Regions from separate parts of the Mus musculus genome. Here regions 2 and 3 are each linked to region 1. Evidence: chromatin contacts called from public Hi-C data. All regions are on one chromosome and are shown on one strand. The core of a region is the stretch at or near the end of the contact, and the rest is flanking DNA. Distances in the headings are between cores, read along the strand shown. Region 1 overlaps D5Ertd615e (DNA segment, Chr 5, ERATO Doi 615, expressed). Region 2 has its middle 48 kb from the start of Gm36076. Region 3 has its middle 19 kb from the start of Gm36076.

The links. Hi-C and Micro-C count contacts between places; a contact is called where the count stands out from the background.
Region 2: a contact with region 1 is called in a Hi-C map of cortical neurons, with 2.4 times the contacts expected there. The contact joins two enhancer-like sites. A contact is called at or near these places in 13 of 484 Hi-C or Micro-C datasets (the N1E-115 cell line, cerebral cortex, cortical neurons and 4 more) and 1 of 115 datasets of contacts at active chromatin or transcription factors (fibro-adipogenic progenitors).
Region 3: a Hi-C map of uterus shows a contact between it and region 1, with 5 times the contacts expected there. The contact joins two enhancer-like sites. A contact is called at or near these places in 6 of 484 Hi-C or Micro-C datasets (the N1E-115 cell line and uterus).

What each region holds. Positions count from the first base shown.
Region 1 is chr5:45,275,613-45,280,144 of GRCm38.p6, reverse strand. The region is part of intron 4 of D5Ertd615e (DNA segment, Chr 5, ERATO Doi 615, expressed); the gene reads left to right. Among named protein-coding and RNA genes, the nearest start is that of Gm46912, 110 kb to the right of the region's middle. Within about 2 kb of position 2,019, at least 68 of the 459 cell types and tissues checked have an H3K27ac peak or open chromatin away from gene starts, as enhancers often do. A contact at or near this core is called in cortical neurons, fibro-adipogenic progenitors and uterus, where this site is marked.
Region 2 is chr5:44,875,333-44,879,864 of GRCm38.p6, reverse strand. No RefSeq gene overlaps it. Among named protein-coding and RNA genes, the nearest start is that of Gm36076, 48 kb to the left of the region's middle. Within about 2 kb of position 2,709, at least 50 of the 459 cell types and tissues checked have an H3K27ac peak or open chromatin away from gene starts, as enhancers often do. A contact at or near this core is called in cortical neurons and fibro-adipogenic progenitors, where this site is marked.
Region 3 is chr5:44,941,669-44,946,200 of GRCm38.p6, reverse strand. No RefSeq gene overlaps it. Among named protein-coding and RNA genes, the nearest start is that of Gm36076, 19 kb to the right of the region's middle. Within about 2 kb of position 2,415, at least 34 of the 459 cell types and tissues checked have an H3K27ac peak or open chromatin away from gene starts, as enhancers often do. A contact at or near this core is called in uterus, where this site is marked.

The DNA.
Region 1 (4,532 bases), core at 770-3,269:
CTTTCAGCCTTCCCTAATTCAATAATGGGGTCAGCTGCTTCTGTTCATTGGTTGGGTGCAAATATCTACATCTGACTCTTTCAGCTGCTTGTTGGGTCTTTCAGAGGGCAGTCATAATGGGTTCCTTTTTGTGAGCGCTCCATAGCCTCAGTAATAGTGTCAGGCTTTGGGACTTCCCCTTGAGCTGGATCCCACTTTGGGCCTGTCGCTGGACCTTCTTTTCCTCAGGCTCCTCTCCATGTCCATCCCTGTAATTCTTTCAGACAGGAACAATTATGGGTCAGAGGTGTGACTGTGGGATGGCAAACCCATCCCTCACTTTATGTCCTGTCTTCCTGCTGAAAGTGACACCAGTCATTTTTATCTTGTGTATTTATTTTGTTTGAAGACAGTCTCTACAAAGGACCCCTTGGAACACTAATATCTTCTTACTCTAGATACTGACTTTATTATGCCATTTGATGGCTGGTAAATTGAGACATTAATAAATAAAACTATGCAAATAAGTTTTACAATTTAGTCATTGCCTGACTATAGACAAGCAACTTCATGCCCATGAGCTCTAGTTTTCCTATTTGCAAAATAGGAACAATAATGTCTGCTCTGTGCTGTTATGAGGGTAGAAATCTAATCTAAATTGTCCCTTAACTCAAAGGCCAGCCCCTAAGAATAAGACTCTTGTCTGTGTTTACCAAATATAGTGTCCTCCTGACTCTTTGGCCAGGACTCAATTTCATGTTTCCTGGTCAGTTGTGAGTGTAGAAGGGAAAAGAGAGGATGTGCGTGTATTAGGAGTGTATGTGGCTGAAATTTGACTCTGTTAAAGCATGCTGTCTCCTAACAGCTCTTCTTTTGGGGTTTGGAGAAACAAAAGACTTCTTCTCTTGGTTAGGAAACCAAGATCTAGAAGCATGAAGTCTCTGGGAGCCATTTCTTCTATTCCTAAAATTGACTCTAATGTGCTCTGTGACCTATGGAACACACTTTTACCTGTCTGAATCTCTGCTTCCTATGACATAAGATAGGTCTGGGGACATTGCTTAGTGTTTAACTTCCTGGTGTGAGCTTTACCTACCTGGTGTGAGGTCTTAGTCTTGAATTTGATCAAATTACAAAAATAAAATAAGGTAAAATGAGGTGGCTAGTCCAGGTGGCATTAGCGACTCTTCAATCTTTGCAGTTTTAAAATTCTATCCAGATTTGGGAGTATAAAAACCTCGAAGTGTGTTTCTTTTCTGTAAAATGAAGGGGTGTGTGGTAGCAACGAAGAGGTCGATGATGGGACTGTTATTTTAAATTGGCCACTTGGGGTCGCTAGCGACTCGAGACTGGCTGATAAGGACAGCAGAATGCCTCAGGGAATGGATTCTGGGGGCGGTTGATGAAATTTTCTTTCTTGTCTCTCCCTTTGGTTCTAGAATTTGGCAGAAAACTTGATCGCATCATTAGTGTTGAACAGCTCTTAAGCACGTGGCAGAGGACTGTATAGAGCCTAGGCTGTGGCAAGGTAGCCATGCCCATCCCCAAAGAGAAGAGAAGAGAAGAGAAGAGAAGAGAAGAGAAGAGAAGAGAAGAGAAGAGAAGGGAACAGAAAGAAAATAAAAGGAAAGGAAAGGAAAGGAAAGGAAAGGAAAGGAAAGGAAAGGAAAGGAAAGGAAAGGAAAGGAAAGGAAAAACAGAAAAGAATTAGACAAATATCGGAGATGCAGCTGGTCCTGCCTTTTGATTACTCGGTGTGCCTTGACTTGAAAAACCGGTTCTGCAAGGTTAAACTGGGTGGCATAAAACCTGACTCCGAGGTAGTGTAGTTTGTCCCATAGAATTCGGAATCATCAAAGGCAGAGAGCATTGAATTCCCACGGAAGCCCGCTGAGTAGGGGGTTTTCCTGATGAGCTCTGCTGATGAGGAAAATGTAGCGGAGAAAGACGCAAAAGTCCCAGTGGAATCCAGTGAGGGATCACCTAGCAAGAAATAAACAAAAGAGGGCCAAGCGTCTTTGCACTTGGAGCTGACAAGCTCCGCATAATGTAACCCTGTCCAGAAGAGCAGTACCCTGCTCAGAGCATGAGAATAGCTTTCTGCAGTGCTGTGTAAACAGTCTTTTTCACTAGCCTTCCTGGCTGCTAAACTGGGAGAAGCTTAAGTGGAGGAGGAGGAGGAGGAGGAAAAGGAGGAGGAGTCATCGTCAGAAGGATCTTAATAGAGACAGATTTGGAACTCCCACTGTCCCCTTTCAGGTCTTGAATTACTGTTAATTTTGTTACACCCATCTCTCTTCTCCTAATACTTTTAGAGAATGACAATAAAGAGTCTGCAAAACGAGGGAAATCCACTTTGCCAGGCTGGTCAAAGAGACCCTATCTAGGGGCTGCTTCAGATGGAGGTCTTCTGCAACAGAAGTGAAATATCTATGCCCCAGGTGCCCTTCAGGGGTCATCTGCAGTACCCCTTTGCAGTTTGCTGTTGGGGAGCAGCTTACAGAAAAGGAAAGTGTTTGTGCCATTGTTTGGGGGCTTTCCTTGTTTGCCCCCTCCAAACCTCCAAGTCCAGTCCCTGGTAAACTGTTGGGGACTCTGGAGACTTCAGCGTCTTTTCAGTTTCTTCCTAAACTGTACATTCACACCCATACTGTTTATGTGCACGATCCCCTCTGGTATGTGTCCAGCACAGTTACAGAAACGTACTACGTCTGGGTGCACTCAGGACTTTCAAGGGGTTAACCTCTTTTTTTATATTGCTATCTTCTGTGAAATGGAATAATGCTGGTATTTCCCTAAGGGTGTGATGGGTAGGTTGTAGCAATGTTGAAGTGTAAGGTGATCCAGACTTAGTGACACTATGATAGGTACTATTCCTTGAACTTTGCAGTCCATGATGGTAGCATGTATAACGACAGAACATTCAAAATATAGCTACTGGTGCACTGAGAACAGACTGCCCCGAAAACACTATGGGACATCTCCAGCAATTTTTACACAGATCCTAAGTTTATGTTGTAATTGGTTGCAAATATGTGCTTGAATAAAGTGCCTTTTAAAAGTTAATCTTATGCTACTTTTTGAAAATATGGCTACTAGGCAATTATTATACAAATAATCATGATAGAATATTTTTTTTTACAAATGGCTTATATTTGTATCTCACACTTTATTTCTGCTTGATTTTGCTACCCTAGTCCCTCTAGGACTCATCTGTCTACTAAAATACTACCATTCAACACTACCAAGCTCATTTTGCAGAGCCAACATTACTTGGTAACAAAACAAGAAAGAAAGAAAGAGGAAAGAAAAAGAAAGAAAGAAAGAAAGAAAGAAAGAAAGAAAGAAAGAAAGAAAGGAAGAAAGAAAGAGAGAGAGAGAGAGAGAGAGAGAGAGAAAAAATGAAAACTGTAGATTATTTTCCCTGGTAAATATTTTTAAAATCTCAATAAAATACTTGCAAATTGAATTCAAGAACACATTAAGAACATCCTACACTGTGACCAAGTTGGTTTCAGTCCAAGGTTGGTTGAACATATACAAATTGATAACTGCAATCCAACCCGTAAGTACAAAAGGATAGCAGCCACATGACAATCTCAATCCATAGGGTAAAGGCATTCAAGAAAGTTCAACATCTTTCCATGATAAAAGCTGTGAAGAAGCTGGGGATAGAACCTACCTCGATATAAACAGGCTACATATGAAAGACACACAGCCAGTATTGTACTAAGTAGGGAAAACCTGAAAGCATTTCTTCTAGAATCTGGACTAGGATGAGGATGCCTTCGCTTTCCACTCTTGTCACTACTTGAGGTCTAAGCTACAGCAGTAAGACAAGAGAGAAAAAAAGATGCAAATTAAAAAAAGGAAGAACCCAAATAATTCCTATTTGTGAACCACATGGTTCCATACTGAGAAGAGTCCAAATATTCCACCAGAAAACTGGTAGACATGATAGATATGTTCAGCAAAGTAGCATTATACAAAATCAACATATGAACACCCCTGGCTTTTCTATACATCAGAATTAACTTGATTAGGGGGGAAAAAACCCTCATCCACAATAGCTTCAGAAAATAAAGCAACAGAAATCTGGAAATAAGCCTAGCCAAGGAGGTGAAAGACCTCTGCAGTGAAGACACGAAGACACTGAAGAACAAAGTGTAGAAGATATGAGACAGTAGAGAGACCACTCATAGTCATGGATTGGCAAAATGAATATTGTGAAAATGGCCCTGTTACTGAAAGAAATTGTTATATTAAAATAGAGGTTAAGTGGGATGGCCATCAAAACTGTAATGGCGTTCTCCACAGAACTAGAAAATTCCTAAAGCAATCCTAAAGCTTATAGGGAGACACAGAAGACTGTAAATTGATAAACCAATCCTTACTGGAAAGCACTACTCGGAGGTACATACCTTAAATTGTGTTACAGACCCATGAGGACAAAAGAGTACACAGCACAAAAACAGAGACGAGGAGAATAGACTACAGGTTCCTGCAACCCCTCTTTGACATAGGCAAACTGGCAATCTCTTAACACAGTGCCA
Region 2 (4,532 bases), core at 1,460-3,959, 400 kb after region 1:
TGTGTGAATGGAGAGGGGAGAGGCTGCTTACAGGTGTTTGCTTCAATAGTTTTCTACCAGGATCTCACTACTTCAGTCAGCCTGACTGGCCAGCAAATCCCCAGGATCCTCCTGTCTCTGACTCCCAGGCTGGAATTACAAGAATATGTACCAATACACCCAAATTGTTATATGGATGCTAGGAATCTGAACTAAGGTTCTCATGCTTGAATAGAACGTACTTTACTGACTTAGCCGTATCCCATCACCCAATATACGTGTCCTCCCCCCCACAAAAAATGTATTAAGGAATAATTTTACCGCAGTAAATTACATACATTTAAACAGTACATTTTGAAGAGTTTTGATAGGACTATGGATCCATCAAACCACTGACACAATCATCTGGGGATTGCATCATTCTCTGGAGTTTTCTCCAGGCCCCTTTAGAATGTTTCTCTCCTCAGCCCTGGCTTCGTTTTAAGCAAGCGCTGAACTCTTGTTGTCTCTGTGGACTGGGTTACATTGATATAAATGGAATCAAATGTGCATCTGGCTTATTTTACAAGTGTTCTGCCCCATGACATCTACTTGTGTGCCTGATGTAATAGGGATGTGCTCCTTTTCCTGCTGTGTGATCGTCCATCATGCAAATGAGCTGGCTCAGCCATTCACCTGCTGACGGGCACTTCCACTCCTCTTGTTTGGATATCATGAAAGAAGCTGCTTTGACTTAATATGCAAGTCATGGTATAGATGTATGTTTTCATGATCATCAGGGCAGAGATGCTGGCTCCTGTTCTATTTAAAAGTGATGAGACTAAGGAAAAAGTGAAGTGTGCTTCAGAATGATGCTATGCCTAAACCGAAGCCTCGGAGAACTCCTCGAGTCTGTGTTCAACTGCATGTTCCCCTATAATGCAAGCTCTTTTCAGAACTCCGACACAGCCTGGATCTGTTTCCAGGAAAGTCAATGAATCCATGTTGGTGTCTATATCCCTCTGATTAGTTAATTTCTAAATATTCTTAGTGAGTTCCAGTTTGTGATCCCACTGGGCCACAGCTGGTGTTACCTAAGGAGATGACAAAGGCACTGGGCTTGGCTACGTTGTGGCGTGACATTCCTCCCCAGTGCTGCCTGCAGCAAAACATTCCCAGTGAATGAATGAGCAAGGCTAAGGATTCATGAAAAAGCATAGAGGGAACCCAAGCAGTTGGGTAATTTTCAAAAAGGAGAGTCATGATCCAGGAAAGATAATGGGGTTAAGGTAATGCTGTAACGAGTAACAAATTCAAAGACCTCTGGCACAGCCTAACAAGGTGCTCAAATGACTGAATGAAAGGAGGCGTGTAGACTATGAAGTGTTAGCAAGCTTCCATTTATTCTAAGAGAGTTATCTCTCAGCTCTGGATGACTTAGCCATCAGCAGTTACCAAACAAACAACAACATTCCCCAGCCTGATGTGTTGTGTGCTGTTAGCTACTTTTGTTGGTGGGTAAGACTGAGACATACAGAGTGACTCCTCTTTTGGGCGGAAAGTAGATATGTGTATGCACTTTTGATTAGCTTGCTGGGGCATGAAGGGTGGAACAAACCCACCACAAGCTGAGTCCAGCAGGTCTTGTAGCTTGAGATCTTTACTCTGGATCCTGTAGTCCCCCAGACTCTAAAGGTAAGAATGCTGGCTCTATCCCAAAGAAAAGGGAAGAAATGATGAGCCTTGAGCTGTAGTAGAAAGCACAACTAAAATTCTGGAAAGACTTCAGTTTGACCTGTAGAGGCTAGAAGACTTGACCACACATCCAAAACAGTAGAAGCACGAGAAGAAGCCTAGTGAGCAAAATTAGGGGAGGTACCACTACCAGACTGGGACAAATGAGAGACCTAACAAGCCTGAAGAATGCTCAAAAGAATCAGATCTAGGAGCAGCATAGGAAGGGGACAACACTGGGAATGCAGATAGCTCAGCCTTCAGCTCATGCAGTTACAGTCTGTGGTTGGGAGTGAGATTGTCTGCATTTGAGTCTGGATCTTTCATGCGTCCTTCTGTAGACCTGGGGGCAGGTGCTTTCAACTCTTCCTGGCCCAGCTCCCTACTGGGGTGAGAGCTTGTGTGAACATCAAAGGAAACAGAACCCTGTCAGTTGATAGATCTTCTATGACTCCAGAGAGCAGATTTATCTATATCCAGGAAGCTGGGTCCTGAGGTTCCCAACCCCTGAGGGATCTATGGCTCTCACAGGTTCCTGGCTATGCAGCACTGAGTAAGTCACATGACCTCTCTGTTATTTACTTCCTTCTTCCAAATGTCACAATTCGTTTATATAAGTAAGATCCATTCCAACTGTGGAGCAAAAACATGTATTTGTCATTGTATAATTACAGATTTACCAAAAATTCAGACCAAGAGCAGTTCCTAGTCTGTGGTGTTAGCAGCAGGCTATTTCTAATTTGTTAAGGAATTTCCATTTTCTCCTATCTTGACTGAGCCTCCTGTAAAGAAACTGAGCTGAGTCCAAGGGTCTTTTCCCTAAAAATCTCTCCTACAGATGTCTCTTTAGACTCACATGTCAGTCAGTTCCTGGAAGCAAAATCTCCCTTAAAGAATAGAAGTACTCTTTGAGATTTTTTTCAAGCCCAGGGAAGCTTTTGCTGCTTCCCTGCACTGGGTATTGCTGTTGCTAAGAGCTCTGCCCATCCTCTCCCAGGTTTCTTCCCATAGTAGGCGGTGATTTGGCTTCTCCTAGAAGCTGGCCTGGCTTCTAGATTCAGCAAGAGCCAGGCGCTCTGCAGAAATAGAGATGGTGATTCACAGCAGATTCCCCAAGAGGTTTCATCTTTCTTCAGAGAAGTAGGACTGAAGCCAGATCTTATGTAAGAAAACAGATCTGAGTATACAAAAATAATAGCTGTTAGAGAAGGTCATCTGTCCGGGTGGGGAAAAAAAAGTAGTATTAACTGGCACCAGAATTCATCGGGGGTGGGGGATGGGGAGGGCTGTCTTTAATTCGTTAAGAAATTCCTTCAGTTAGCAACATGGAGGAAAGCCCCAAGGTTGTGAATAAGTAGAGAGAAATGGAAGAGTGAAATTGTTGTCCATTCATACTGGAAAGAAAATTAGGGAGGTGCTAAATGGAGAAGAGGAAATTGAACCAGTAAGAAGTTGGCAGGTGCAATGAAGTACAATTTTCACAATTAATAGTGGCACCCATTCTAGGGAAGGATGTGCTGAGCCCTGTGTGAGGTTTTGGTGTCTAGGAGACTGTCACATCACCGTAATATAGAGAAGGATGACTTTTCTTCTTATTGTGTGGATGTTGACAGCACTTTTCACAAGATCACACCACCAGTGATAAGAATAGGTTCTGAAGAACAATCCAATACTAAATTGCATTGTATGAGAATGTGGTTTTACAGCCTAACAACTTCTACCTTCTCAAGAGCTTAGCAAATAGATTCTCCTCTCAGAAAGCATTGTCCAAAGATCTACTAGATTCAGAAGGACATTTAGTAAACAATCTGACATTGTTGTACATGATTTCTACAAACAAAACTGTACAAGTTGCCTGTTGGTTCTTGCTCCTGTTGTTAAAATCTGGACCAGAACTAGGCTTCAAGGTCTCTTGTTGTTAGTTCCAGTAGCAAGGCCAGTTGTTATAAAAATCATTTAATTCTTAGGTAATTTATGTAGCTGATGCTTTCTGAGGAAGAGTATATTCAAATCCAGGGCTTTGGATCTGAAGACATAAGTCAAGGACATACACAATCATGACTACTTCCCAGAATATTCCACTCTATACTTGTGATTCGCTTTGGAGATCTTTGATGTAAATAAACCACCCTGATTATTATGGAACCTAAAACTATGATACTATGGAACCCAAAACTTCCACCAAGAGGCACTTTTGGTTGGAAGCATCTTTCTTAGAAAGAAACGTGTCTTTATTAGACATGTGCAGGGACAGAGCCAGGGTCATTATTGTGAAGGATGTAGAGTTAAACAGATATACCACGGTGGGTGTTGAGTATGATATTTATTTTGCTGTTACTGTGGTGCACTCACAGGCAGAATTAAGAGATATTTGATAGCATTTTGAAGCTTCCTGAGATCACACAGGGAAAGTTGTGGAGGAACACCTAGCATAGAATCAGTAGAGCTTTAGCCATGCCATCTAAATACTGGAGGAGTCAATTTTCATATACCCTTCCATTCCTCCACCCATCCTACAATCTCTCCATCTGACTTCTCTGTTGATGATGTGTGATCTTAAATATTAAAACTGAGAATTAATGAGAAATATTACAGGTGGATGGGAATTGGACCAATAGTTCTTTCTCCATTGGAGAGATGCAAAGGGTGGTAGGCTGTTAAGAAGTATCAAGAGGAGAAGCAAGACAAGAGCTATCATTGGCAAGTATCTTCTGGGAAGCTATGGTTTTGCCTAATGTTCTTTGGTAAAACATACATAGATCCATAATAGGATCATAGTGGATTTTGCCAATGCAGGGTGTAGGCGCCATCTCCCACAGCTGACATGATTGTAACTTAGG
Region 3 (4,532 bases), core at 1,166-3,665, 330 kb after region 1:
TAAATCTCCAAATAGGTACTCCTCACAAGAGCAGCTGCTCTCCTCAATAGAGCCTGAGGTGCACCTTCCCCTAGTCTTGGGACAACCAGAGTCATCCGACTGAAATGCTTAAAGTCAGAGGCGAGAGAGGACAGAGAAGCTAGTGTGAAATGTCTGTGTGTGTGTCACCTGACTTACCTATCACCTGATGCCACTGGCCACACTCATGGGAAAAGAAGGCTGACAGGGATGTCATTTGGGGGGGAAATCTCACTGGTTCTCAAGGGGAGCTGTGAAATGTTTGCTATATTGAGTCTGTGCATAGAAGTTAAACTCTGTTCCTTACCTTTCTACCCACTCTTCAATCATGTAATTAGTAGCCATATAGTAAATAGGATTATGACTCTGTAGTTCGTGTTGGAAAATCATTGTGATCTGACAAAAATATAATGGTTGTTGTAATTAACTGATTGCAATAAGGCTCAGTCTGCAATGGAAAAAATATTCAAAGGAGGATATGGACTAGCCTGTTCAGAGCTGACTTGTCCCTCCCACCACACCTACTCCATCGTCCACCTCTGCTCTGCCTCTCTGCCCATCTGCCTCCACTTCTCTGGGGCACACACTGCTCCTGATTGCAGCCCAGGTTTTCATCTCCATTGGCCTTTGCTCCATTGCTCCATCTATTTAAGATGCCTTTGTCCCATCTTATGCCAAGGGAAAGAGAGAAGGCAAGACAGACAGACAGACAGACAGACAGATAGAGACAGACAGAGACAGAGACAGAGACAGAGACAGAGACGGGAAGCCCTTTCTTGCCTGGTAAGTACCACATTGTGACTAGGGATTCTGCTTTGCTGAGAAGTCTAGTTCCCCCTCTTCTCTTACCACATTTTCTTCTTTACAAGCAAGTTCTAACTCAAGGTCCCACATCTACCCTTTGAAAGTGTTGCACACATACTTAGGCTTGTAGCTTTTGGACCACTCTTTAAAAAGATATTTCACATGCTTTAATAAATATTTAAAAGAAAAGCATCACAACCTAGGGCTAGGCAGAGAATTCTTTGGCTTGATGACAAAGGCATTCTACCCCCCCCTCCCAAAAAAAGCAAAAAACTGAATTTCTAAAAACAATCCAATGACTGGATGAAAATAGTTGCAAATGAAGTCTTTTAAAATGCTTGTATCCCAATATAAAAGAACTCTTTGAACGAAGCAGTAAGTTAATAAACAATTTGATAAAATGTGGACAAAGGCCTTGTACCAACACTTGTTCAAAGGTAGATATGCATAAACATATGAAAAGAAATCCAGTATGATTAGCTCTTAGCTATCCAGGGCACAGTTTCAGTGAGATATCATCACATCCTCACTAGAATAGCCAAATTAAAACACACTGGCAATAAAAAGGCATTGAAGAGAATGTGGAGCCAATGGGTCCTTTACACAGCATAGTGGGGAAAGAAACAATAAAACCATGCTGAAAACATCAGTCATTCTTCCACATGAGCCACTGAATACATGTTCTGGGCATTTAGTCTAGGAAAAAAAATATGAGAACCTATAAATAAATATTCAGAATAGGTTACTTCTAGCAATCAAACACCAAAAGCCATTTAAATGTCTGTTGATTGGTGATGAGCAAACAAATTGATATGCCCATTCAGTGGCGATATATATATGAGTGTGTGTGTGTGTGTGTGTGTGTGTGTGTGCGTGTGTGTGTGTAAACTTATATATATATTATATATATAATAAACCCAGGCAAATAGGATATATAGCTAATAGTAATGAACTGATGTCAAACTGCAAGCTATGACAATGGACTATTATGATGGGCTGGCAAAAAATACAGAGGTTCACTCTGTACTCCTTTATTTATTTGTTTATTTTGGTTGCCTCTTGACAGAGTTATTGAGATTCCCCGCAGATGTTTGTGTGCATGCTCTCTTTGCTGATGCGTGCTATATCTGTCAGTATTCACTGTATTAGAAGTTAGTTCTGAGAATTCATTACATATTTGTTTACTCATCTAAATACAGCAAGACTATCAATGATAAAAACAATAACAACCCATTCTGTGAGGAATAAGTATTTTCTAAGGCAAAGGTATAGAGAGTAAAGACTGATTTGGGCTTTGTAGAGGACAGCCGTGTTTTTCCCTCTGGTTCTATATTCTAATATTCTAATTCTAACAGTGGTGATTCTGCAGGGCATGCCATCTGCAGACTTCCCTTTACACATGTGGGAGGATGAAGGCAGAGAGGCAGATGACCTGCTTGTTTTACTGTAAATCTGGACCTCACAGATCCTCTCAGGGGATCTTGAAAATATCTGAGGTCCCCTATCCCTACATCAAGAACTTCTATGCTAGGCTGTTGCAAGCACTACAATACTTCTGCTATTTGTTTTTGTTTCTGTGCTTTTTCTCTAAGACTGAGAGCTGCATCAGAGCCAGGGTCTCTGAGTTCACCTGCTTCCCTGGAGGCCGGGACTGTGCCAAGGATTTAGAAAGATTTTAATACATGTGGCCAACAAGAACAAAGAACGAGTAAAGGAAACATTTGTTGTTCTGAATTTTTTTCTGTTGTCTTTAAATCTCTGCTGCTGATTACAGCTTTTAAAGTTTAAAGGGAAAATCCAAGTCTCGAGAGATGAGCTGCCGGTGGGAAGAAAGTCAGTTGATCCCAGACACAGTGGACAGCAGTTGAGGGAATCCACAGAGAGCCAAGTTATTTGCATTCAGAGTGTTATGTATGACTTTCCCCTCCCCTTGTCTCCTGCCATCTCTGATTTTTTATGTTCCTTGTCAGGACACAGGACTACACACAGGATATATAGCACATGTTGCAAGGTCTGGGAGGGCTCCTTGCAGGACCAGGCACAGCCAGGATCAATTAAGTAACAAGGAAGGTAGAAAATATAGCTGCAGCTGGAACAAATCAGTTAGTCAGGCATGCGGGCTCGGCCCATAAAAGGTCAACAGGCAAGGGGCGTGAGTAGCTGCCAGTGAAGCTCTTCAATATGCAGAGTCCAAAGTAGCTGAGAAACATTGTTCATCCCTGAGTCCCAATTTCCAGCCAGTGTGCATGCACCATGCATGAACAGATTGTGCAGTAGACTCTGCAAACCATGGTCTTACTCATCTGGCTGCTTCTTCAGTTGCTTTCTCCCCATTCCCCATCTGTGGGTGAGTTATTCCACAGTGACAGGTTGTTTTAATGGGATGGAGGCAGACCTCACCTTCTAAATCAAAATGTGTGAGAGGAGTTGGCCTGTGCATGAATTGAGGCACCTTCTTGGAAGGAGGGAAGAGCAACAATCCCTAACATAAAGCAAACGTTCACACTTCACCTCCTCAAGTGTGGATTATAACTACAGAGCACTTGCAGGTCAATTTCAGCAACAAAGAGCTTGGCAAACTGAGTAGTTACCAGCTCTCTGCAACAACAAGGACTCATTGCTTCATAGTCAGATTCAGAGCCATGCCCTTGGCTTTCCTCAGGATAATTATTCCATCTTTATGCACGCTGTGCTCTGAAGTTGTTTGTCAACAAAAGCTGGAGTCATCTGGGAAGAGAGAATGTTGAGAAGATTGCTTCCCTTAGAATGCCCTGCTGACAAGTCTTTTGGACACTTTCTTGATTGGTGATTGATATGGGAGGACGGAGCCTGTTGTGGGCAGTGTCACCCTTGGACAGGTGTTCCTCAGTTGCAGAGGAAAGGCAAGCTGAGTAAATTAAAGGGATCAACCCAGCATGTAAGCAATTTCTCTCATGGTCTCAGCTTCTGCTCCTATCTCCAAGTTCCTGCCTTGGCTTCCCTCAGTGATAGACTGTGATCAGGACATGTAAACCAAAAACCTTCTACTTCACACATTCCCTTTAGTTACTGAGACATGTACACACACACACACACACACACACACACACACATGAGAGAGAGAGAGAGAGAGAGAGAGAGAGAGAGAGAGAGAGAGAATGGAAGAGAAGAAGGGAAGGGCGGGAGGGATGGAGGGATAGGGAAACAAAAAGGCAGAGAGAAGAATGGTAGGAGAGACAGAGAAATGGAGACAAGAAAAGGAGGGTTGGAGAGAGAAGAATGGGGGAGGGGAGAGAGAAAGGCACACACAAAGAGAGAGAAGGAGAAGGAAGCAGGAAGAGATGGAGACAGAGACAGAAATTGAGGGAGACAGAGGGAAGAATGCAAGGAGGGACAGAGAGAGAGAGAAGAAGAAGAAGGAGGAGCAAGAGGAGGAGGAGGAGGAGGAAGGAAGACATGGAGAGAGAAGAGGGGGAGGGGAGAAAGGGGATGGAGAGAGAGACAGACAGAAAGGTACACACACAAAATATATAGTGAGAGAGATTTATAGTTGGGTTTCAGGGTGAAAAGTCTAAGTACACAGGTAGAATGTTAATAAATTTCCTTACATTAAGCACACTTTTATATTTTGATCAGCATTTCAGAATACAATTAGAGAAGGAAACCCCAATGCATGTTTTGAGTTTTCACCAAATATAGTGGTATAAAACAAAATCAAATTGACTGTGTCT